Linked DNA regions of Mus musculus: regions 1, 2, 3, 4 and 5 are each linked to region 6. Evidence: chromatin contacts called from public Hi-C and HiChIP or PLAC-seq data. All regions are on one chromosome and are shown on one strand. The core of a region is the stretch at or near the end of the contact, and the rest is flanking DNA. Distances in the headings are between cores, read along the strand shown.

Region 1 (4,238 bases), core at 559-3,058, 330 kb after region 6:
AGGAAGGAAGAAGGAAGGAAGGAAGACATTTTGTGAGTGAGGAAGGTGTCTTATCAGGAATGAGGGTGGGCTTACATGCATCAATTTTCCTCCTACAATCACCTACCATTTCTGGCTTTTCTAATACCATTAGGTAGACCCCAGTCATCTCTGTTAGGAAAAGAATTGGGTCAGGGGCCAGTTTCTTAAGCTGACAGCTGGCCAGTGGAAGAACTACTTGACCTACTTTCATCTACCCAGAATGACTCCAAGGGATGGGAAAGATCCTATGCCTTCTTTAAACATTGACCACCTTGGACTTGAGTTAAATGGGGGTTCATCGGCAAGAAGGAAGGTGTGCTATAATCAGCATTATCTTCTCTCCAGGGTCAGCCCAAGAATACAAATGCCCTCATTAAAATTAATCATATAATTATTTTATAGTTACCCAATTTTCGTGAATAATAATTAACCATTGGGCCATTCCTGATAACTAATCCTGAACGAGATACTAATGGAAAAACTAGCTCTCCAGTTAGAAAAACGCACACTGAGCCATCCCAGCAGCCGAGTGCAGGGAGCAGCAAGCCTAAGGAAGATCGGATTATGCCGTGACATTGTTTGGAACATGTGGTGTGTGACCTTCCTTAAACCCCCTTCCCGTTCCTCCATACGGGTTGTTTTAGTTTCCGTCCTTGGCTGTGCAGTTCACCCCTCTGCTTTGAAGGGATGACATTTCTGGGCTTAGCTCTAAGAAAGGGAAGGCATATGGAGTTCTTCTCTCGGAATGTTTATTTTTCTCAACATGGAGCTCCTTGCACCTTCTCTAATATCCTACTGAAAGTCCACCGAGCACCAATGGCTCTCATTAAAGTGGACCCATACATTACCCACACCCTGCTTGTATCGCACATTCTGGATACATTACTTTGTATGAGTGAGTTAGAGGGCTACACATTAACTTCTCTTCTGCTAGCCCTTGTTCATTATTGGCTCTTGGGAAAGAATTGGGGCTTAAGTGCATGAGATACGGCAAAGGCTCCCTCTAAACATCTGCCATCTGAGAGAGATAAGCTAAGAGAACAAAAGTCCCCCGTGCATTGCCCCCCTCCAGCCCTAAATACCTCAGGAATGCAGGTAATCAGAAAACAAACAAGTCCGAGTCTCAAAATCTCAGTCTCTTCCCAGAGTTAATAAACACAGAACGTTTTTGCTTAAAGAAGGTGACTCACTCGGAGGACTTGATTGAATGGTTCTGGACCTTGGAAAACAGAAGCTAAACTATTGCCCACGGTGTGAATGAATCAGGTACAATGAATAACACTCTTAGGTTTATTCACACTCAAATGTTTGTCTCCTGGGATACACACTTTCAATTGAAAAAATGAAAATACCATGGCCTTCAATTTTAAATCTTGTCTGTGGCTTCGAGGAAACACAGAAGCTAAGCCTCCTGCAGAGTCCTCAATATTTTATTTTATGTATATGAGTGTTTTGCCTGCGTGTATGTCTACATATCATGTCTGGGATCCTCAGAGGCCAGAAGGAGGTGGCAGGTCCCCTAGAGCTGGAGTTATAGGCAGTTGTGAGATGTCATAGTAGTTCTAAGAATAGAAGGCCAGGTCCTCTGCCAGAGCTGCAAACACCACTAACCACTGAGCCATCCCTCCAGCCCTGCCGTCTAGAAGTTGTAATGATGAATGTACCTTAGATGCCCGTGAATGGCTGACATTCTGACTCCTGTAAACCACCTCTGAGCCTTGAACAAACGTCTATAGAAAGGGCTCTCTAGGCTCTACTCGCCCACGGCATCTCTTATCCTAAGCTCTCATTCCACACCTTGAGTACGTCATGCTTTACCTCAGGTCATACCTGAAGCCCCCTAGGTGAGGGATGGAGGCATGGAGCGGGGGATAACTTCCCAAAGCTGATCGGAAACAGGTATTTTAGATTGAGCCTTGGGGCTAGGGAATCAGGACTCAGGAAAAGCCCTAAAGGGCTTGTAGTTGCTGGTAGCAGGATCCAGGTGTGTGACCCTGACGCACCCTTCTCAGAGCGTAGACCCTAGGCCTGAGTTCTTCCTCTTAGGTTTCTCCCACCCAGATCCTGCCAGTCTTGAGAATTTCTCCTGGTCTGTACTATCCCCGTTTCCTGGTGTGTGTAACTCTTTTCTACCCATGAGCTCAGAACAACAGTCTACTCTCATGTTATGTCATAACCAGGTGTGACTAATGTAACATACATGTCAACTTTAGCAGCCAGGATGTGGCTGACTCAGTTTCCTGACTTAGTTGCTTGAAAAAATGTGCTTTAAAAATAAACCTGCAAAGCCAGGTTTTGTTGCCCACGTGTTGTGATCTTTAAGGCACTTGGGAAGCTGAGGTTGAGAAATCAAAAACAGCCTGTGGTAGATAATGATTCACTGGGGAAAGAAAAAAGGGGGGAGGGGGAAGGGGGACAGGGAGGAGAGAGGGGGAGGAGGGAAGGGAAGGAGAAGAGGGAGGGGGAGGAGAGAAGGGGAGGAGGAGGGGGAGGAAGAAGGGGAGAGGAAAGGAGGAAAGGAGGGAGGGAGAGGGGAGAAAGGGAGGGGAGGAGGGAGAGGGAGGGAAAAGGGGGGAGGAGGGAGGGGAGGGGGAGGGAGAGGAGGGAAGGAAAGAGAGAGGGGGGATCGAGAGGGAGGGGAAGGAGGAGGGAGGGAGAGGAGAAGGCATCTCTATCAGATCAGCCCACAGTGATCCAGACCACTTTTTATTGTTTTTCGTCCCTGCAACATGACCTTGCATTGGACCCTCTTTTATTTTTTCTGCTTCTCAATATCATACAATCTTTGTCATGTCCCATGTTTTGGTGAATCTTTGGGGGGTGGGGGCTTAGTTCACATCTTTGTGTGTGTCCTAGTTCATTTGTATCATTATTCCTTATAGACCCAACATCTAAGAATTATAACCCTTTGGTATCTATCTGACTTGGATTGGAGCCCTGCCTTCCTCGCCTTTAGAACATTGGCTTTTCAAATTAATCAATTCACTAAACCAAGCCTTTGTTTCCAGGTGAATGCCTCCAGTCTCCTTGATGGAGATACTTACGTTGAGAAGAAACGGTGCTAACAGGCGTACAGTCTGGTCCTGTCTGCCTGGAGATCAATCAGCTGCTGGGGCAGGAGAGCCCATGGGCTGCCTCGCCGATCTATTCATTACTGTCTAGATCACCCACAGACAGCATCTGCTCTCTACCAAGAGCTATAGATCCCTGCCCATTCCTGTTCCTTGAGATATTTTGTTCTAATTCTAACACTTACTGGCAACATTTGACTACAGTGGACTCCTACACTGAAGCCCCATGCACATGGCTCCTCCAAACATCTATTCGGTGCAGACACATGGGAAAGCCCAGGGAAGGTACACAGAAGGCCTCTAACTGGCTCACACATGTGATCATCTGAAGGGAGAAATAATGACTGTTGCTTTAAAGCCATGAAGTCCAGGCATGGCTTTGCAACATGACGGTGGAACTCACTTCTAGGGTTTAAGCACAGTTTGTTCCTTCTGGAAACGCCTGGAAAGATGTTACTGCCATCCCGTGGGATATGCATAGCCTTAGGGGCAGGCTTAGGTCAGTTTAAAGAATTGATGCCTTTAACTCTCTTTAGATTCTTTTTCAAAATGGGTTATAAAATAAGGGTACCCCTGTATTTTGTTTGCTTTGCAGATGCTACTTTCTTCAACTCCCTGCTACGAGTAGAAGCCACAAAAGGCTCTGGCCAAGGCCACGTCCACGAGCTCCCCACCTATCAGATTTGGGAGACAAAACAAACCTCTCCCCTTTATGAATCACCTCATCTCAGATTTTCTTCTAGCCATGAAGACAGAGTAGACACCTGTAATTGGTTGATTGATTTTTGTTGGCTGGTTGGTTGGTTGGCTGGCTGGTTTTATGGAGAGAAGTTTTGCTCTCTAGTTCATTTTGACCTTGAACTTCAGATCTTTCCAGCCCATCTCCTCTCCTGAGTGCTGGGACTGGAGACGTGAGATGTGCGTCACTGCTAAGCACTTCTTAACTGTGCAACCTTTAGCAAGCTGACTTCTCTAGTCCTCTGCCTTTACCTGTAGTCCTGAAGACCAAGTAGTCTAGCATAGTACACTCTTAGAAAATACGTGCTCTGTGATTTCTCAACATCTCTCCACCTGCCTAGTGTTTTAGCCATGAACACCATTCTGGACAAATTTTGTTCTTTCTCTTTTCAAATTTCCTATTGCAGC
Region 2 (4,020 bases), core at 177-2,676, 490 kb before region 6:
TACAGAAAATGTCCTTTTTGAGAGGAAGTCTGCTCAAATGTGGAGCCCTGCCCTTGGGGCTATCAGGTGTCCAGGGGAGACCATTTCTCAAATGTTCCTTCTTGAATTCTGAGATGGGGGAATGACATGCCCAACCCTCACAATTGTAAAAAGGGCTCTTGCAGCTTGGGTCTGACAAAACAGAGAAAATGACCCAAGTTCTGGGCTAGCAAACACTATATCATTCTTAGTCCATGGCGGTCCCAGATAGGAGCGTGTGAAACCATGCAGTATTTCAAAAGCAAGAAAAATAAAAACACACACACAGAAATGTCATTGAGAATTGGATTTGTACATTTCCTCTGTGCAGGGAGGAGATGTTGGCTAGAAATAGCTGTGGCAGTACTGTTGCCTGTTCATATTATTTCTGAACTGCCTCTGCCATAAATCACAGTGGGCCTGAAGTCACAACAAATAAAAATAAGGCCTTGTGAGCGTGAACAACTCCCTACAGCTCCCACAGTGGGTACAAAGTTCCTAGGCACTAAGTAGGCAGCTCTCGGTTTCTAGTTTAGAGTTCAGCATGTTCCTCAAGTCCTTTGTACTGGGACTGGAGAGTATGGCTCTATGAATAAATTTCTGCACAAAGAACTTTCTGGAAACAGAGCCATGATACTTTAATGGTCTCATTTTTTTCCCCACATGTTGTCTATCCATCATGGCCACCTTTCTTATAATTACTTTTCTATCAAACTCAAAACTCTGTTGGATAAAGTACGTGGCATATTTGGACCAGGCTATCTTGGTTCTTTATGTGGCTGTGATGGGTGCTGCTAGCTTTTGAAAGAGACAAACTAAGTCCCAATGGCATAACTTGTCAGTGTGTGTATTTTGTGTGAAAGAGGGATATTACCAGTGCAGTTGGTTGGGTGAGTACAGTGGCATCAAGAGGAGGTGGCCCATGAAGTTTCAGTTTCAATGGAAGATTCCTAATGTAGGCTGAGCTGTAGGATCCACACACATAGAATATAGGGAAAAGATGAAGGCAGCTGGCAATGAAAGTCCATTTCCAATGGCCTCCTTAGGGAGGCATGTGACATGACATCATAACCGAGTATCCAATGTTGATACTACTCAATCGTGTAGGGTTAGTACGACCTGGTGCTTTTCCTACTACGGTTTCCATTAGGAGACAAAACTCAAAACTCTGAGACAAGATAGGAAGCACGGAGCATTGCAGGAAGACAAGCCAAAGCACAGTGCCATGTGGAAGAGCACCCTGAGGCTGGGGTATGCCATGCTTGCTATGGAGGTGGGCAGCTCTTTCCCTCCTCACCTTGCCGTGTAGACAGCTGCTGGGCTCTGCCACCAAGGAGGCACTGATCCCTCATCTCCATTCTGAGACTTTAATTGCAGCAGGATGCTGCTGCCAGATGCTAACTGGCTGTTGTTCTCAGCCTCTCTGTTCCCCACATGTTGGGCTCCGACTGTGAGCATTCCCTGAGTCTGCTGGAGAGGATCCTGTGGGGGGAAGGCATCTGGCTACAGGCTGTGGGACAGCTTACACTCATTTCAGCTGACCACAGCTCACATTGGGTAAGAAAATCCTTAGCTGACATTAAATCATAGTTTTTAAAGGCCATTGGGAGATACAGCTGGTTTGTTGACTCTTCTGAAAAGCATATAGCTAGAAAGGCAGCAAATAACATGATCTCAAAGTCTTCCAAGTCTCTGGAAGAGAAGTCAGCTGTCTTACCATATTACTCCATAGCTTTCCCCCCACACAACTTTCTAATTAAAACTTCTCAATTCCCTGTTGCTGGTTTGCTGTTTTGTTTTTGTTGTTGTTGTTGTTGTTGTTGTTGTTGTTTTTTGTTTGTTTTTTGTTCGTTTTTTTGTTTTTGCTGTTGTTATTGTTGTTTTTTGTTTTTTTGTGCTTGTCTGCCTGCCTGCCTGCCACGGCCAGCATTAAGTGTCTCAAGGGGAAGTGGCTGCCTGTCGGAAAGCCAAAGCTTTGAGGAATATGTGAAGGAGCTAGGGACTGGCTCTTAGGATGGGTGTCATGGCCAAACCAGACTGCATTACTCCTTATGAGGGCAACAATATCACCATCATACGTGGGAGCACTCTGAAGATGACGTGGGTGTCTCGTGCCCAGCTGGGGCAGTTTGACAAAACTATAGCTGATTGCAGAAGAGCTCAGCTGGTCTCTATCTTGTCGTCACAGATGGTCCCCTGGTCCAGCAGCAGCAGTGGGATAAGAAGGAAAGCACAAGAGGAGAGCTGAGGACTGGGAGGTTGGCTGTGTCATGAACAGTGTCACCTGCACTCAGGTCTGTGAGGTGGAGTGAGGGCTTCATCAGCCTGGACAGGAGTTAGCTTCAGGTCGGAATGAGCTCAGCTCAGTGAGCAGGTTGCAAGTATCCACACTGCTTCTTTTCATTCATTCTATTTTTCCTGACTGTGCTCAATTACCTTCATCACAAACACTTTACATGAAACCTATCTCGGAGTGTTGATTGCCCTAGGATAGCTAATAAGTCAACATGTATGTGCTAATTCATTTAAAGAAAAAAATCTCAATTCTATGGAAGGAAAATATGTTTACCTAACTCCCTTCCCCTTTCGTTAGCCACTGCTAATTAGTATTCTCGATCTCTCCTGCACCTCCCTCCTTCTCTCCTTTCCCTTTCTCTCTGTAAAAATATGTGTACATATATATGTATGTATGCACGCATGTGTCTTCACTGAAACATATAAAATTTCTAGGCACGATTACTATCCTTAAACACTACGTCAGCCTGATGGAAACACAGGCTGCCCCGCCATTAGAAGAAATGTGAAGTTCAGTGTTAGCTGCAGGTCTGAGACAGGCTGGACGCAAACATGGAGTTTGAAGACTGGCAGACTTTGGAACATTTAGATGCTGGGTTTTTGGACACAGAGTCTCATCTAGAGAAGCCTATTCATATATTATTCTAACGCTTCCCTTTCCCCCAAATCGACTTCTGGTTCCAAGAATTCAGATAAAAGCCACATAACCTGTAATAGTCTCAAATAAGAAAAGAATGATTGTTAAAGACCATTTAGCATAAGGTTAATTATTTTTATTGTATGTGCCTGGGTGTTGTGAGGGTGCACCATGTGTGTGCTTGGTCTCCAGGGGAACCAGATGAGCACCTCAAATCCCTATAACTACTCACAGCTGGGAGCCAACAGCTGGGAGCTGGGAACAAGTCCCCGGGCTCCTGTGTGCTTTCAACCCCTGAGCCAGCTCTCCAGGCTTGCTCCGAATGTTTTTGTCTGCTTTTAGTTTTCTTTATCTGAGCTCTCGCATGGCATCTTAAGTCTTCTAAGCCTCCTTTAACCTACAGTGGTTGTCCACTTTCAAAAAAATTGCCGAGAGTGGAGTTTAGGTATTCCACATGCTCTCCCCTCAAGGTAATGGATATGCTAATTAGCTGGATCAGCCATTCCACAATAAATACTTATTTCCAAGCATATATGATACAAACTTTAGTCATTAAAACTTTTAAGATACTACTAACCAACCAACCAACCAGTCAAGCAAACAAAGAAACAAACAAAAGCAATAAACCTGGCCATAATTTTCTAAAAGGTTGGTCTTGAATACATTTTAAGTACAACACTGCTCATTTTATTTTTCAAGTATATAATTAACAGTAAAGATGCTTTCTGATCATGGGATGATATATCTCTCAGTTTATCTCTGAATCCAGGCGTCTCACAGTAGTGAATAATACACAGAAATAATTGCTGTCCAGTGAGCTTCAGAAAGGCATTTTCTGTGAACTCACCTGGACGTGGCCACTGTTGGCATCTTAACCCCGGACTGTTAAACTAAAAGTGATATATCTTTTATTAATGTAATACAATTTTAAAATATTGATGCTCACATGTCATCCCTGGAGATTCTGGGGAGGCCTGGAGTAGAATCTGAATCTCTGTTCTAAGAAAGAAAAAGAAAAAAAGAAAGAAAGAAAAGAAAAAGGAGGAAAGAAACGAAACAAGCATCCCAAG
Region 3 (4,217 bases), core at 290-2,789, 380 kb before region 6:
TGTTCCCTGTACCCTGGTCTGGAGGAGGGGTACCTTGTTGGAGATTTCCTAATGTGCAGGGCTATACAAAGTTACATGCACACACACACACACACACACACACACACACACACACACACACACACACACACACAGTTAGCACCAACACTGGAGAGCACTGGAGCTGTGACTCATACATAGCAGGGCCGTTTCCTCTGCTTTTGTAGGTTCCTATCCTTTCTTTATAAAACCTTGCCAGACTCTTATCCCCTTGAGCCAAATACCAATGAAGCTGCCACATATAAGGGCTAGTGCACGGCTATTCCTCACTGGAGTACTGTGCCCCATCAGTGTGCGGTTTGTTTGTTAATTCTGTTAGTAGCTGAGGTCTGTGAGGTATGTCATGCGGTGTAACATTTACTCAGTGACTGCTGTTAACTCCAGTCATCCTTTGTATGGTGGCAAAAAGTTCAAATTTTCATGAGTATACACAGATAGCAATTATACTGGGCTGCTGATACCTTTAAAAAGAACAGCAGTCTATCTTCTCAAGAAATGTGGCTCTTTCCATCCTTTGTGCTCCATTCTCAGTAAAGAGGTAGACTACCCACATGCAAGTCATGGTACAGTTGGAACAAATCTACAGACATTTCTTTTAGACTCGGTGGCCAAGGCTCATGGGGAGGTGGGGTTTGGGAGTGTGTATGCCAGGGCAAATATGAGAAGGGGGTGCCACCTAGCATTGACCTTGTTGTCTTGGAGCAGGGGTTGTACAAAGCACTGATTGATATTGTCAGACCTATCCTTTTAATGGCCTCATTGATCAGAACTTCTCACCAACACACTGTGAATGCTGGGAGATGTCTTCTTCTAAGCTGTGGGAAGCAGAGAGATTAAATGGTGTCCTTAGTCAAGGATAACAAATTCAAGAAAACAAACCACATTTAGGTGGGCAAATAAGGCCAACAGTCACAAAGAAGACCTGGTGGTGGTGGTGGGTGATCAGTAACCTACTTTATTGCCAATAGGTTCCCTCTTATGTTCGGAATACTTAATAAAAAAAAATACAACTGTGCTGATGTAGACAGACACAGGAGAGAAAATAAACGCAAGACAGAGGAGACTCAGGGTGAGCGCTATTCTGCCACCTCTGTCCCAATAAAAGGTGATTGAAGAATGTAACATTTGGATCTGTAGAAGCTTTCTATTACGGTCATCTCTGTTTTTACAGATTCATATTCTTTTCAATGTCATTTTTGGCTGGAATTCGCACGCTATGAAAGCTACCCATCTTAAAGTGCAGAATTCAGCAGCATGGGGCACTTTCACCAAGTCAAGCGGCCATCATCAAATCCTAGGTTCTATGTAGTTTCAGCCCCTTAGAGAAGGGCTGCATATCTCACAGGTCTCTTCCCATTTTTTTTTACACCACCTTTGCCCCCACCACCCAAGCCTTGACAACCACTAATTTATTTCCCTTTTGTATAGACTTGACTGAGCTGAACAGTTCCTAAAACTGGAATCACACAGTAAGTGGGCTGCTGTGGCTGCCTTCCGTATTTTTAGCATGTTTCTAGCACTCATCTGCTAGAGCCAAACTGAGCCTCCACCGTCTCTTACTTACTGCCAGATAATATTGTGCTTGACAGATACACTCCACGGCTTTGTTTCATCCATTCATCAGTGGATGGGGACTCAGAGTTCTTTCCATTTTGGGCTTTTGTAAATAGCACTGCTATGAACATTCATGTACAAGATTTGTGTAGACACATTTTTATAAGTTGTGGGAGTATTCTTAGGACTGTAACTTGGAGCATAATTACTATATATTTAACCATTTGGTTTTCCAAGCTGATGATACTCTTTTATATTCCCATCAAAAAATATATAAGGGATCAAATTTCTCTGATCCTTGTCACATCTGTTATTTTCTGTTTCTTACTTTATCTCTTTCTTTTTTTTTAAATAAAAAATAGCAATCCTATTTTTCTAATAAACATGATGCTAAGATTCTATTGATATGCTTAATAGGCCCCTTGTGTATCGTCTATAGAAAAATGTTTGCTCAAATCCTTTGTCCCTTTTCACTCGATTTTCTTTGCCTTATTGATTAAAAGGTTCTTTGTAGATGTTGGATATCAGTTATTTGCCAAATATATAATCTGAAAAATACTTCTACTATGCTTTGGCTTGGATTGCAACACTTTAAATTTGATTACATTCGATTTGTCTGAAATTTTGTTCCTTCTGGTTCTGGTGTCTTATCTGAAGACACAATCTAAGATCACAAAGGCTTATGTCTATACTTTCTTCTGCTAATTGTATGCTTACAGGTCTTGCCTTAGCTCCTGCCTCCATCCTTTGCTTGGGTTTGCATGTGCTGTGGGGTTCAACTTCGTTCTATCATTTTTTTTTTATTTTTGATGAGATCATTCTTTCCCATTCAAAGATTTTGACATCCTAGATGAACATCAATTGGTCAAAATGTAATAGAAGTTTATGTCTAAAGTTTTAACTCTCTTGCATGGATTTGTGTGTCTACACAATGCCAGTATCCCAGAATAGTGATTACTGCATTTATACAGTGACTCCATTCTTGAGTTAAATACTCACACTCTTGATTGACTGGGAAAGCTGATCAATCTCTACTTCTACTTCAGGTAGGCCAACATGCGTGAAGCATACAAAAAAGCATTTGTATCTTTCCTGCATTTGTATCTTTCCTGCATTTGTATCTTTCCTGCATTTGTATCTTTCCTGCATTTGTATCTTTCATGCATTTGTATCTTTCATGCATTTGTATCTTTTATGCATTTGTATCTTTCCTGCAGTACCAGAGGTTAATAAATCACTTTCCATTCATCTCTCAGAAAACATCAGCTGAGAACCACTGTTTTTCTATTGGAAAGGGAGATGAGGAAGACACCCTCATTTACCACACACTACTGGGCCCTAGACTGGTGTCTGTCTTGACCTGTAAAGACTAGAGCAAGTGCTGACTCGGTTCCTAATGGCTTGCGGCCATCTTTCCTACATGATCCCAACCTCCTTTAGTGCCCTATTTGGAAAAACTGAAGGCCATCCAGTGTTTGCTGATGGTCATATCAAGTACCATGGCTTTGCTATCTCCCAGTCTGAAAAAGGGGGAGGGTCCGTTGATGAGAGCATTAGTAAAGGACAAACTTCCCATGGACCAGCCTGGCCTCTTAACTTTTGTCAGCCTCCACTTCTCTGACCCTCCTGGATCCTTGCTTTCTCTCTTAACACCTCCATTCTTTTTTTAAATGCCCAGTGACCTCTATAGAAAATTCCCCATTGCAGTTATTGCTGGTTAGAATGTATCTCTATCACATTTATGTTTGGCTCAGTTTATCTCAGTAGACACCTAGGGATGGGAGGCAAGGTTGGGTGGGAGACCTGACTTTGTGTAGATGCCTAAGTATAGGAGAAACATTCCTCTCAACACGTGTAAAGAGAAAAAGAACACTCAAAACATTGCCCTTAAATAGCATAACTTAAAACACCCCACAATTTATAGTGCATACCAACTTTTCTCTAATGCCAACTCAGCAAAGGGAGAAAGAATTCTCAAGCTCCTACACGCATGATCAAATAAGAGAAATGGAGAGAGACTAGCTCAGTTTGAAGACTACATCAGTGAAGACAAAGGCAGTGGTTGCCTGGCACATCTGTTCAGTAGGTTACCACAGCAGAGGTTAGCATTGAGGTATTTTACTAGTGCCAGCCTAGGTCCTAAGGAGAGAATGGCATCTAAGGCAAACCTGAGGCATATGGCAGACAGAGACACAGAGATAGACAGACAGGAAGGGAGGGGGGAGGGAAGGAGGGAGGGAGGGAAGGTGGGGGGATTCCTACAACAGAAGAGCATGCCAGGTTGCTTAGTGTAGAGATAAGCTAGGTTCAGATCTCTTCATCATTTGATCAGACGTGGTAGGTTCTCAGTCTTCATCAAATATCCCCAGCCTCACTGAGGTCTGTAAATGGCCTGGAGATGCCATAAGAGCAAGCATACATGGAGAGAAGAAAGCCATGGAAAGAAAAGAGGGTAGGGAAGTGCAGGAAAATGGATGAGGTATCAGTTCCAGAAGCAGAGATAGAATGGGGAGCAAAGGCTGAGATCAATGGGGGAAGGCTGGCTGCTCTCCTGGTTAACATTGCCTTGGCCAAGAGAGAGGGAGTCTGGGCTGGGGCAGTGGTGACATGCAAAATGGCTTGGA
Region 4 (4,119 bases), core at 1,112-3,611, 300 kb before region 6:
ATGCAAACAAAAGTAACTGCTGAGAAAGGACAGTATCAGTCCACAGTTTTGGAAATATTCGTAAATCGTATAGCCGAGAAAGGACTTAGATTGATAACACTTCAAGAAACCCCACAATCCATTAACAACTACAAAAATTCCAATTCCAAATTGGGCATAAGACACAGGTGTTTCTGTAAAGAAGGAATGCAAATGGCCAAGTGGCACAGGAAATGATGTCCAGCATCGCCAGTCTTCAGGGAAATGTAAATCAAAACTACAGTGTGATACCAGTTCACTCCAGGTAAGACAGTTTGTTGTTAGGTACATGTTAGATCCCAAGTGCAGGATGGATGCAGGTGCTATTCTGCCAAAAACTAAAACTAAAATTACCCCATGAACTAGCTTGAATGTGGAGCTGAAAGAGTTTCTCAGAGACATGATGCTATTGGTCAGAGCAGCACCAGTCACAAGCTCACCCTCCACACAGGTAAGAGAATTGCTTTTGACTTCAGAGAGAAGGAAGTTCTGACACATGCTACAATGTGGAATATCCATAAATATGTTACATTAGTGAAATGTAAACCACATGCTATGTTACATTAATAACTACATTACATTAAGTGAACCCCATTAGTCATAAATGGTAAAACCTGAATGCTTCCATTTGAAAATTTTAAAAAGGCAACTTAAAAGCTGTACAATTGTATGAATTAGAGACAAATATCATCATTACTTTAGTATACTGTAGATTTGTTTTCATTGTCAAGTTTTATTTTAAGTTAAGTAAAATCTGAAATGATGCCTCAACCCACACAGATAAGTTTATCTTCCTTTAAACACTCTGGGAGTTCTGCAGACATTTTTGTATCTTATATATTATTGGGTAGCTGATGAATAAAATATTCATATAATAAGAACTTTGACTATGAGACTCCAAATATCCAACAGAATGCTTCTATTTAATTTTGTGGTACCATGTGGCTTTTATAGGATGAAATTATTTTTCTTACTAGGTAAGATTTTTAATAAAAAAATTTAATCTCACTTTTATTATTTTTTAAAAATGGCTATTGAGTGTTCAGCCCTTAAGGGGGTATCTATCCTTCCTCTAAGTCTAAGGGGAATATCACAGAAAAGGGATCAGAGAGAATGGAGAAACTGGACAGTGGGGAGGAGAGCCAAGTAAGAAAGGAGGTCTTGTGGACATGAGCTGACTATTGTAATCACAGCCTCATAGCAGATGTGGTGACAACCCAGAGCCTGGGTGGGTCTAGACCTCCAGTCGTTGTCTGGGGAGGAGCTCAGTAGTCCCCTGGAGTTCCTACACACCATGCCTACTGAGGCAACAGGAACCTTTGGTTTAAGTCATAGCATAGCCATTGGGTTACCTATGCTCCAATGGTAAGTTCCATAGCCCTGGTTAAACCCAGGAAGTCACACATATTTAAAACCAACAAAAAGTGGGGGGTGGGGAGCAAGTATGAAAAGACTGTAGGAACTATATGTTATGAAATCTGCAGCGAATACATTAATACTTACATTTAAAAATTCCCTATTACACACCAAGTCATACAATATGCTGACCTATGTGCAAGATAAAGATGATCCTTAGGAGATATAAGTGCAGGTTTTTCAAAAGGGAGTCCTGAAACCTATATCAGAAAAGAGTCAGTAGGTACCACTAAGATGTAAATGAGGGGGGTTACATGAGCATACTTAAATATCTGTCAGATTAATCACTCAGATGATGAACATCCTCTATAACCTTGTACAGGTATGTAAATCCCATCTTGGAACCCTTAGCACATCCCACTGAGCACTTCCCCTTTGGCTGAAAGAGGCAGAAACAGTCGTAGAAATAGAAAGACTCCCGACCTGTCCACACTTGCCTGACACGTGAACAGAAAGCCAAACTGCAACTGTAACTGGTTTTCAGGGAGAGACTGAGGGATTAAATTATTTCATTTGCAGAAGCACTTGGGTCTCCAGAGTTACTTCCCTTGGCTGGAATTAGCTGGTAATTGTGAGGAGTGGTGGCCTGCTCTGATCCCTGTAACAGTTGGAGTTGCACGACGTCTAAGTCCCTCTCCCTGGAGACCTGTTCTGTGGCAGCAATGACTAGGCAGAACAATGTGTTAAAACCGGAGGCACTGTCAAGAAGTCCGGGCCATCTGGGTAGGGCCACCTTGTTATATCTGAACAGCTGAACAATGAGAACACATCTTGGGGTGAAGCTAGGAAGTTGCTCAAGTGACTTCTTCCCATATTTTCCAGGCGTAAGATGAAAAGCAGCCCGATTAAACGCTGCTGCCCCGCCTCTTAACAAAGACAGCACAGTGCACGGTGACCAAGAACAGGGATGTAGTGTGATCTTTGTGATACATCCCATCATGGAAGACTGCCAAGAGAGGACGCACAGCATGAGAATCACATGGCCCAGGACAGTCAAAGGACTGCAGCTCCAACATTTGTGGAAGTTCATGAAAGGCTCATAATGACAGGACTCACAAAGAAATGGCCTCGCTGAGTTAAATGTGACCCTTTGTGAGTCCCAGAGCATTTTAAAGTGTATTTATTCCAATGTGAGCAAGCCAGAAAAAAGCACTGCTAGTAATTTGAATTATCCTTACAACCTTCTTTGGGCTCTAAGCTCACTTGAGAACTTCTAAATGAGCATGATTTACCACGAGAAGGAGTCGCATCAAGGCTTTCGGAAATATAGATGCCACAATCAGAGATGATGACTGAAGGAAATTGAGGCCTGGGAAGTGAGCAGCAGTTGGATTAAATTAATCCATCTCGGGCGTGTTCAGAGTGGTTGAGCTCAGTAGATGACAGGCAGGGACCTTGCACAGTCATGCAGGTGGGGACTGGATATTGTCTCATCTCCTACAACAGGAAGAGTTGTGCTTATCTACTTTCAAGCAGGCCCCACTGTAAGATGCTGAGGACACTCTTACCATGGAGGCCACTAAGGACCATCATCAGTGCAGGCAACAGTTTCTCCCATTGAGTTTACATGATCTAAATGGAACCTCTGCCAGATAGCTTAGCGAATCCAGTTTCTCCAGCCCATGGCCTTTTCTGCTCGATAATTAAGACACAGCTAAACTGCAGAGGAGCAACAAAGGCTATTACCATCTGCTGCGTTCCCCTGGGGGAATCTGAGGGAGGGCCACACCTGCCTTGCTTTCTCATGGGAGAGCCTCGGATTCTTGAAAACCCCATAATAAGCACTGAGAAAAACAAAAACAGCATTGTGGGGATTAGACTTCTTAGGTCAGTGGACGACGCCAAAGCTTCTCTGCTACCCTCTGAATGGATCCATCCTGACTGGTTGTCCAAACTCAAAGTCCAGTGTTACCAACCCCAGCCTTAAGGCTGCTGTGCAGGAAGCCCCCCCCCCCACCCCTGCCCAAACCCTACTTCTGCAGCTTCATTCCAAATATGCATCAGAGTCTTTGACCAAGTTACATGAAATCAGTAAATGACTTTGGGTAATTAACTCATTCCGGGATCTTCCTAGACACCTCACATATTCTTGGGGTACACAACGTAAACCTTTCTCTTTAAATTGGCGTGACCCAAAACCACACCAGGCTGCAACACACGATGCAGGCTTTCCGCGGTCTCGGTCTGAACACTTAGATTTGTCAAATGGATGCAGCTGTAGACGCGTAACCGACTAAAACAATAATGGATGTGATTTTCACCATTCAGAGAGTTAGACAGTAAATGGTTCCTATAGCAACTGAAGACAGTCCACTCTCTCTGCTCCTGGTACTTTCCATGTGGTAAGTGATGTTAAATTTATGCTTTAATATATATGGTGTAAAATACTCAAGTTAAGCTTGCTGAAGGAACCATAATTTTACCTCTTTACAAATCATTTTGTAGCTTTTATACCTAATAACGAAACGGTTCTGATATACAGTTCTGATTTTCCCCTCATTATCTATAAATGAAGCTAAAAGCCACCAGAAAATGTAGACCGTATATGACCAGCCCTACCTCACATGCCAGAACAATGCACATAGGTGCTCAGACACACATAAATACAAGGTAAAATCATAACTTAATTGGCAACTTAAATTCCTTCACAAAGGTCACGAATCCTTGACAATGTCTAGGTTTCCC
Region 5 (3,947 bases), core at 1,369-3,868, 340 kb before region 6:
TACCACGAACTCTCAGGAAACACCTAACACCCTCTTCTGCTCTCATACTATCACACACATATGATAGACACAAAGACATAGCTACATAAAACAAATCTTTAAAAATTATTTAGAAAAAATAAAAATACAAATGAACAGCAATGTAGTGGCTATTCCTGGTTGTCAACTTGACTATATTTGGAATGAAGTACAATCCAGAATTGGAAGGCTCACCAGTGACCCTTATCTGGAGGCTTGGAGATAGAAGTTTCTGATCTGGATCTTTGTATGGAGATCTTGAGCCTTAGTGGCTATGGATTCCAGAAGATTAAATCTCTGAGTTCAAGGAACACACCTTTAATCTGGGCTACACCTTCTGCTGGAGACAATATAAGGACATTGGAAGAAGGGAGTCTAGCTCTTGCTCTTGCTCCTTCGCCTGCTTGCTGTGTGAGACTGAGTAACTGCTAGATCTTTGGACTTCCATTCACAGCTGCGACTGAACCATTGTTGGGAATTGGGCTGCCGACTATAAGTCATCAATAAATTCTTTTACTATATAGAGACTATTCGTAAGTTCTGTGACTCTAGAGAACCCTGACTAATACAAGCAACAACAACAAAAAAATCACCCATACGAAGAACCAAGATCGGGCAGGGGGCATGTTCCACAGCCCGTGGCTGATACACATGCAGGGTGGTGCTCTAGATGAAGGAGATCATATGCGTCACAGTGGGACAACTGCATGGCTGTTGGGGTTTCTTAAAGTAGTTACCTCTCCCCCAACACACACACATACACACACACACACACACACACACACACACACACGGACCAGGAGCTGACTTCCCGAATGACACACAGGGCCACATTTTATGAGGGAGTTTAAATCCCACTGAGGACATTTGTATTCATAAGAGTTCATGGGACAAAGCCACGGAGAAGTAACTCACACAGTAGGAGCTACTGGCTATACAAAAGACACTTAGTATTCAAGACACACCATCTGGGTGGTAGCCAATAAGGCCTGGCAGAGCTGGTTTGGAAGAGAATAAATTATGTATTCCACCCTGTCCCCCATCCCCCCCCCCCAAGGTCCCAGCAACCACAGATATCCGCTGGAGGAGGACATGATGAGATCTCTTCCTCACATTCTGCTAAATCACCGTAAAACCAAATAAATTAGGTTCCTGCTTAAACATGGAACTCCACAGAGCCACTGTGATCCAGGGGACTTTCTGAAAGACGACCCCATCTCGGTTACGACTCCTGAAAGTACCTTTAATAAGGGAAAAGGCCACTTAGCCCATCATTAGAGAATAGAACGGCGTAACAGACCAAAGACTGAAGCCAAATTTAGCTGCATGATGATAATAGCAGAGGCAAAACTTCTGGAACTTGAGACCAGGAGAGAGGAAGATGTGTGAGTAGCCCTGGGTGAACCTGACATCAAAGAGATGACCCATGATAAAAGCATCAGAAAGAGGAAGGGAGGAAGGGAGGGAGAGAGGGAAGGCGAAAGGGAAGAAGGAAGGAGGGACAGAAAGAGGAAGGAGAGGGGAGGGAGTGTGGGTCTTGGTTCGCAGGTTGAGGGTACAGTCTTAAAGTAAGCAAGTCACAACCTTGGGAAAAGGAGGTGGCTCAGAGAACATTAGATGTCCCTTCCCAACTTCCCCTTTCCCTGTTCATTTCATTCTGAACTGAGTTCATGGAATAAAGTTGATCGTATTCAGGATGGAGTTTTCCATCCCGGTCATCCTGATCTCCAAAATCTCTTCAGGACATGCCTCTGAGGGTTTGTATCTGTGGCAGTTCTCAATCTCAGGGAGTTAACAGCAGAGATCAGCCACCACACCTGGCCAGGGTAAATCCTGCTAGCTTTAAGGCTTTGATGCGTGGTCTCTGGGGTCTGTATGTTAAATGGCCCGTGGTAGTATCTGGAGCCTTGGAGAGCTGGGGCTTGCTCCAAAGTCCTCTGATCTTACTTGGATGGATCCTTTGAGGTAAGATTAAGATATTCCATTCTTTCTGTGCTTCTCTGAGATAAAGCTGTACCTGCTGCGACATGTTCTCATTGGGACTACACTTACCACAGCCTGTAAGGCAATGGGTCAGTCAACCTCAAACTGAAATATCAAAAACTTAGCCATATCTTTTTCTTTTATGAAATTGAGTGCCTCTGGTAATTTGTTATGGTAACATTAACAGGAATAACACAAGACAGAGTCTTGGTCCGAAACTATAAGCTGGTAGGTATCCACGTGCAATTTAGGGAAAGGTCTTCAGTGTGCTATTGAACTCACCTGTAACATAGCAATCATGTCAAACTCAACCACAGGACTGTGATGGAGTTACTTATGTAAATATTTTTGCAGAAGTAATCTACATATTAAAATTAAGCAGAACTTCTACATCAGAAGGCTAGGGCCAGACAACAGAAACTCCCCGGAGAGAGGACTTTGGGCGAGGTCTCAGAGTATTAAAAGACAGGAAGACATGATGACTTTCCAGGCATACGCTCAGATGAGGTTGGACAAGCAACCCAGCTCATTTGTAATGAGGCAGGCCTGATTCTTGCAGGCTGGGCTATGACTCACTCACAGCTTTGCTGGCCTGCCTTCTGTGTGGTACCATGGAGGTGTTCTCTAGTCATGCCCAAAGGACCATCCTTTCACAAGCTCTGAAATAAATTTAGCACCAAGCTCTAGAAGCAGCCAACACCCCTTTGGAAAACACAATATAACATATGCTCATCATTTACATAACCAGACAGCTGGAGTCTACAGAAATGCAAATTCTGCCATCACTTAAATGTGAAGTGGAAGAAACTCTTTTCCCTGAAATGCAAGGGAGAGGGACAACAATTTGAGGGAAAGGTGATCAACAAATCCAACCCGGTGCACATAAAACAGAAATTCAAATTTCCTCCAAAGGTACACAGATGGCGCGTACACATATGAGCTCTATGTGTTTAGCTTCTGGGGCTTCAGCATGCAGCCATGTGGCTCCTGAGGACTCTCCAGTAGGGTCTCTCCACATCAGAGTGCATTCCATTGAGTGGAGTTCTGGAACGCTCCCCACCCCCCACCCCCACCCCTGGCCTTTATCTTTCCTTCATTCTGCTTGGATTTTTTTTTCTCTTCTCATGGAGGCAGTTGGTTGGTTGTTGGACTGAATTACTGGGAGCTACAAGCAATATTAACCCAGTCCAACCTTATTTTTGCAACTCAGTTCAGACTCTGTAAGCGCCCCGTCCCCCATAGGCAAGCAAACAGCCAGTCAAAATATGCTAACTTGTGCCAAACGCTACTGACATGAATTGCCTGAGCAATCTTTCTACCCAATTTTCTATAAGACAGACATCCCTCACAAGGTGCACACACACACACACACACAGATATTTATCCAAACACACATAATTTGGGAAAAAAAGGGGGGGAGGCAACAGAAAAATCCAGCAATTGCAAAATTACTGTTTCTATGAGTCTCTTTCATTATTTTAAAATAAAGCGTTTATCCAACATGCAACCTCTTGATCCCCATCTCTAATTGAGTGGCTGCCTTGAATTTAAAGCCCAAGTTGCTTTCAGCCCTCAGAATAGTCCCTTAACTCATTCTCAAATCATAGAGAGTGATTTAGATTCTAGAATGTTCCGGGGACAGCTGAGATGTCTCCTCTGTCCTGTTCTCTGGGGCCATATTAGGCTCGTGGAGGTTAATAGGTCAGTCTGCAAAGAAAGGATTTCTATTTCTTCAGAGAGATATATGTCCTCTGTACAGCCAACACTGGCCCAGCAGAAAGAGTTTCAATAAGTGCCCCTCAAGGCTGGAAAGATGCACTCAGCTCCCATGTGCAGAACTGTTATAGTATTCCCTGAGCTTCAGACAGGAAATGAGTGACTGGCTGAACTCGGAGCTCCTATAGGGAAGAAAAGGAAACTGAATGTTTCTCATCTTTCTTCCCCAA
Region 6 (4,150 bases), core at 1,514-4,013:
CCCTGGAAGGGCTTACAGTAGGATGTTTCACTGTATTCCTGAACCAGTGTACAACAGCCAGATACTGCAGAATTGTATGAAAGGGAGATGCTGGTGCCACAGCATCAGAATTAATCTTCTCAACGTGCACATAATGAACCGTACAACCCTCAACCTCCCAGAGCAGAAAGTGCCCAGCCTCTGTTTTCCAAAAGCCAGCCTGAGGGAGGGGGCCATGGGAGGTCCAGCAACAAGTCTGAGTTTTGCAAACAGGAACCTTGGCAACTTCAAAGTTTTACATTTTCAACATCTCCCAACAATCGTTTTTACACAGCCTTTCATTTCCCTTCTCCCCGCTAACATACAAGGATAATTCTAGATTTCCAAATAGAAAAGGAAAGGTGTTTCCATCCATACCAAAACACAAATAGAAATGACTTTCCCCCACCCCACCCCCCCACCCCCCGCAGCAAGAGGAAAATAAGGGTAAATGTTAGCTAAAGTTTGTTTTGCTAGTTAAAAGGATCCTTTAAGGATCTTTAAGAAGAATACCACTGAACCATACAAATACTTTTGCCCACCTCCTTAGACACGATTTAAGACTCTGCCACAATGACACTTGACACAGCTTAAATTTAAACAAACCCCATCTAAGAGACTTAGGCATGCTAACAGAGAGAAAACATCACCTAGGCCTTCAAACTTGGCTTTTAATACCGAGTTACGGGGCTTCCAAAGTGACACACGTTTACTTTATTATTTACTAATAAGAATACAGCCAAAATCTGTATCCACTTTTTATCAGACAGCTGTGAGTGCCTGCATCAACACCTCATCTGCAGTGAGATGGCCACACTGTTAGGGAGAAAGTAAGTAAGCTAGAGGAAGCGCGTTTCTCTACCGAAGTTGTCAGTTTGGGTTTCGTTCAACACATTGCACAGCTGAGTAGCAGCTCCTCTCCCTCTCTACCACCAACTATGCGCAAGGGTCTTGCTGCTCAGCACCAAGCCTGATGTAACCTATGTGCCTATTCCGTGCCTATGAATACAAAGGACTAGCATCCCAGGATGCCCAGAAAGGCAAACCTGATGCTTCCACTGGCCAGAGGTCTATGTGGCTTTAATGTCTGTAAATGGTACTCCTTACTTTCATGAAAGTTCCTTTCACCAATATTCTTTTTTAAAACAAATTTATTCAGCCTTCCCGAAAACACATAAAACCCCATTTTGCAATTCTTGTTCAAGGTTAAATGCGGCCCTTTTTATTAAAAGAGAAAGGTAACACTCCACTGCCACCATTGTGTGTGGACATTCGTGAAACTAATAAACACGAGGCAGTGTGCGCGTGTTGTCAGCGTTTGCCAAGCATCCACGTGCGTCCTCCTGGGACAGAAGATACCAGAAGCCCTGCTACTCTGTGCCACCCACCTTCGGTTTTGCTCCTGACCCCTGACTCTGGTCCAGATCCCTCTGTCTACACCAAGAGCTCCTCAAGGCTCGCGAAGCCTGGGTGAGCACAGCCTCCGGTTGGCTTGATGCACACAGCCAGTACGTGCCCCCTCCTTTCAGCTAGGACCCCCGCGCAGCTGAGCTGGGTTAGCAAGTTGTCCGGACCCGGGCTGCACACCTTTAGGGAGGCCGAGGATGGAATCTGGGCGCTCAGCCACAGTGGCGAGGGCTTGGGGAGCAGCAGATTCCTCTAGGATCTCAGAAACCTCCCGCGGTGCAGAAAGGGAACGCTGGCACAGCGAAGCCGCGCCACAGAGGGGACCCGCTGAGGTCGCCCACCGCGCCGGGCAGGGGGCGGCAGGGATGTCAAGTTTGGGGTGGTCGCCAGCTACACCTCTAGGTTTGACGCTCGCCGCAAGCTCAGCTGAGCACTGGCAGTCCACCGCGGCTGCCTCCAGGGTCGAGAGGCCCGCTCAGCGCCTACTCCCGGCGGCTACAGCTGGGAACTTTAGGCAAAGTTTTCTGCCCTTCCTGCCCAGGCCGCCCAAGAACACTGAGCCCCCATGCACAAGTCCAGGCCCTGAGGGTACAGGGGCCGAGATGGAGGTCCCTGTTTCTGCGCCCGTGCTTGTCCTGCGGGCTCCTGCGTGTACTGTACGGGCTCCGTGGCTCCACAGCTGTTTTCCTCCGGCCATCCGCCAGCCCGGCTCACCCGCTACGCGATGCCGGGTCTTCCCTGCCCCTGCCCGGCCCTGAAGCTCGCCTCGGACTTCTCCCACCCGGGTGTCGCCTACGTCCCAGGCGCCCCGGGAACGGTAGTGGTGTCTCGCTTACCTGAAAATGTTTCTCCGGCCGCAGTTAGCAAAAGTCCAGCTAAAGTCACCAGGCAAGTCCCAAGTGTCCTCATGGTGCTGAGTACGCGCCGGGCCGCCTCGGGGCGGCGGCGGCCGGTAGCCTCGGGAAGCCAAGGGAGACCCGAGCCTAAGCTGCAGGCTGCCAGGGTAGACGCGACAGCAGCGAAACACCAGACCCCAAAGTGACAACAGTTGCACAAGTCCGAAGTCCCGCGGCTCCCGGGCGTGGGGACGGCGTCCTGGATCCTCCTGCCCTCCCGCTGGCCCCCGCTTAGAGTCTGGCGCCACGGGGAGAGAGAGCGGAGGGCGCGCCCGCGGAGCCCAAATCCTCGCTGGGATCCGGTGATGAGCCCGCCTAAGCGCTACCCCTAATCGGGACCGAGCCGCCCGCGGCGCCGTGGCCGTGGCCGTGGCTGTGATCGCGCGCTTGTAGCCCGCCGCCTCTCCCACAGCCCCAGCCACCTCCGGCAGTGGCGCGCCGATGGCCGAGCCCGCGCAGGCTGCGCGCGGGGCTCCTGCTCCGCGACTGACTGGCGATGCCCCGCAGGCCGGCTGGAAGGAGCCCACGTCACGGCCGGGCCGGAGCCGCCGCGGCCCGCTAGAGGGCGCGAGCGCCCGTGTCCCCGGCCCCGGGCCAGCTCGGCCTGCGCGGCGCCTGCGGGCTCTGTGGGGCGGCCACCAGCAAGATGCGGGCGGGACCCGGCGGGCAGGAGCAACCTCCCGGGGCGCCACCCTCGACCCTAGCTCGCCTCCGCAGCGCCTCGGGTTTCCCACGCTGGCCTCGGGGACAGGGACCGCGCCCCAGCCAGAAGTTTGTCCCGGGTCACGGACGGCGAGTAGTTGGAGCGCGCCAGGCACGGGGCGGTAGTGTCCCGGGCGGTGGCGGTGGCGGCTGGCTTGCGAGCGCCGACCAGGAAGAAGCCAGAGCCGCCAGCGCCCAGGGCCGCTTGATCTGCTGCTTTCAAGGGACACACAAGCCTCTGTGCCCGAGCCCCGCGCCTGAGAAGCAGGATGCGCTTCTGCCGCTCCACTGCGTGGTGTCGCCGCCAGTGCGGCCCGGAGCTAGGAAGACAGCAGTTGCATGGAACCATGGATTGGGCAGAACCGAGGATTTCTGCAGCTGGTGCAAATGGAGAGTGTCTTGAAACATTTTAATTTGCCGTTTGGGGTCTGAGACGACTATTTTATTAAGTGAACACAAACGCTATTAATGATTAAATTAAAACTCAAATTCAAGATTTTATTTCATTTTATTTTATTTTATTTTATTTTATTTTATTTTTAAAAGCCGTTCTTCATCTTGCTCAGAGTACAGCCATTAGGGCACCTGTAGGTTATTTACCAAGCTAACTGCGGGCCATGCTGGTTAAACTAAGATCCCAATTTGTGTTGTGATACATGCAAGTAGGTTAGTGCTCAACAAGAGCTCTTACATTGCTTTCCCTGGGGGACCTTTACACTGTCTTTGGCTGCTTAGTGGTGCTTTAAAGACCAAAGAAATAAGTGACTCTCCCACTCCTCTGGTTTAAGGCTCTCTGGTGGCCCCAGAACCGGCCAAAGATGACGTTTGCGATCATCTCCCAGGACATATGTGACCCAGTACTTTTATGTCTTCCAGACCAAACACAAGACCAGCTTGTTTTCAGGCAGGAGTCCTCATGAGGCCTTCCATTCATAAATCTCAGTGTTAACCATTCACTTGCCACTATCCTATGCCGCCACTAGCCTTTATCTGAAAACGAGCCTGCTGGGCTTCTCCTGAACTTGGAAGGGAATTTTTGAAGTCTCATACTTAATTCAAAAGGATCAACAAGTGACAGAGGTTTAATCCGCCACTTGATTTTCTTGATGAAATTATACCTTATAAGA

What was found. Hi-C and Micro-C count contacts between places; a contact is called where the count stands out from the background. HiChIP or PLAC-seq counts read pairs in DNA pulled down with a chosen protein or histone mark.
Region 1: a contact with region 6 is called in an H3K27ac HiChIP or PLAC-seq map of extraembryonic endoderm stem cells. The contact joins the enhancer-like site here to the promoter of Ptprm in region 6. A contact is called at or near these places in 2 of 39 promoter capture datasets (both in embryonic stem cells), 9 of 484 Hi-C or Micro-C datasets (embryonic stem cells, extraembryonic endoderm stem cells, myocytes and 3 more) and 8 of 115 datasets of contacts at active chromatin or transcription factors (embryonic stem cells, extraembryonic endoderm stem cells, neural tube and 3 more).
Region 2: an H3K4me3 HiChIP or PLAC-seq map of embryonic limb bud shows a contact between it and region 6, with 4 times the contacts expected there. The contact joins the enhancer-like site here to the promoter of Ptprm in region 6. A contact is called at or near these places in 3 of 39 promoter capture datasets (the 3T3-L1 cell line, hippocampal neurons and liver), 1 of 484 Hi-C or Micro-C datasets (myocytes), 10 of 115 datasets of contacts at active chromatin or transcription factors (cardiomyocytes, craniofacial prominence, embryonic basal ganglia and 7 more) and 1 of 9 other capture datasets (embryonic stem cells).
Region 3: a contact with region 6 is called in an H3K27ac HiChIP or PLAC-seq map of heart atrium, with 5 times the contacts expected there. The contact joins the enhancer-like site here to the promoter of Ptprm in region 6. A contact is called at or near these places in 6 of 39 promoter capture datasets (the 3T3-L1 cell line, 3T3-L1-derived adipocytes, embryonic stem cells and 3 more), 1 of 484 Hi-C or Micro-C datasets (ventricular fibroblasts), 3 of 115 datasets of contacts at active chromatin or transcription factors (embryonic forebrain, heart atrium and neural tube) and 2 of 9 other capture datasets (adipose tissue and liver).
Region 4: an H3K4me3 HiChIP or PLAC-seq map of neural progenitor cells shows a contact between it and region 6, with 14 read pairs. The contact joins the enhancer-like site here to the promoter of Ptprm in region 6. A contact is called at or near these places in 1 of 39 promoter capture datasets (the 3T3-L1 cell line), 1 of 484 Hi-C or Micro-C datasets (uterus), 5 of 115 datasets of contacts at active chromatin or transcription factors (embryonic forebrain, embryonic stem cells, forebrain and 2 more) and 2 of 9 other capture datasets (adipose tissue and pancreatic islet).
Region 5: a contact with region 6 is called in a Hi-C map of cerebral cortex, with 2.0 times the contacts expected there. The contact joins the enhancer-like site here to the promoter of Ptprm in region 6. A contact is called at or near these places in 4 of 39 promoter capture datasets (the 3T3-L1 cell line, the SN4741 cell line, hippocampal neurons and 1 more), 3 of 484 Hi-C or Micro-C datasets (cerebral cortex and stem cell-derived neural progenitor cells) and 9 of 115 datasets of contacts at active chromatin or transcription factors (astrocytes, embryonic forebrain, embryonic hindbrain and 5 more).

The regions. Positions count from the first base shown.
Region 1 is chr17:67,684,578-67,688,815 of GRCm38.p6, forward strand. No RefSeq gene overlaps it. Among named protein-coding and RNA genes, the nearest start is that of Lama1, 11 kb to the right of the region's middle. Within about 2 kb of position 1,809, at least 16 of the 459 cell types and tissues checked have an H3K27ac peak or open chromatin away from gene starts, as enhancers often do. A contact at or near this core is called in extraembryonic endoderm stem cells and trophoblast stem cells, where this site is marked.
Region 2 is chr17:66,860,300-66,864,319 of GRCm38.p6, forward strand. The region is part of intron 14 of Ptprm (protein tyrosine phosphatase, receptor type, M); the gene reads right to left. It also overlaps the pseudogene LOC115488805. Among named protein-coding and RNA genes, the nearest start is that of 1700016K05Rik, 150 kb to the left of the region's middle. Within about 2 kb of position 1,427, at least 9 of the 459 cell types and tissues checked have an H3K27ac peak or open chromatin away from gene starts, as enhancers often do. A contact at or near this core is called in embryonic limb bud and neural tube, where this site is marked.
Region 3 is chr17:66,971,607-66,975,823 of GRCm38.p6, forward strand. All of the region lies in intron 7 of Ptprm (protein tyrosine phosphatase, receptor type, M), which reads right to left. Among named protein-coding and RNA genes, the nearest start is that of Mir5709, 53 kb to the right of the region's middle. Within about 2 kb of position 1,540, at least 8 of the 459 cell types and tissues checked have an H3K27ac peak or open chromatin away from gene starts, as enhancers often do. A contact at or near this core is called in heart atrium, where this site is marked.
Region 4 is chr17:67,050,735-67,054,853 of GRCm38.p6, forward strand. All of the region lies in intron 5 of Ptprm (protein tyrosine phosphatase, receptor type, M), which reads right to left. Among named protein-coding and RNA genes, the nearest start is that of Mir5709, 27 kb to the left of the region's middle. Within about 2 kb of position 2,362, at least 15 of the 459 cell types and tissues checked have an H3K27ac peak or open chromatin away from gene starts, as enhancers often do. A contact at or near this core is called in adipose tissue and neural progenitor cells, where this site is marked.
Region 5 is chr17:67,009,398-67,013,344 of GRCm38.p6, forward strand. All of the region lies in intron 7 of Ptprm (protein tyrosine phosphatase, receptor type, M), which reads right to left. Among named protein-coding and RNA genes, the nearest start is that of Mir5709, 15 kb to the right of the region's middle. Within about 2 kb of position 2,619, at least 20 of the 459 cell types and tissues checked have an H3K27ac peak or open chromatin away from gene starts, as enhancers often do. A contact at or near this core is called in cerebral cortex, forebrain and stem cell-derived neural progenitor cells, where this site is marked.
Region 6 is chr17:67,351,696-67,355,845 of GRCm38.p6, forward strand. It overlaps Ptprm (protein tyrosine phosphatase, receptor type, M), which reads right to left and starts at 2,764. Exons shown (of 31, transcript NM_008984.2): 1 at 2,262-2,764. The coding sequence starts at 2,334.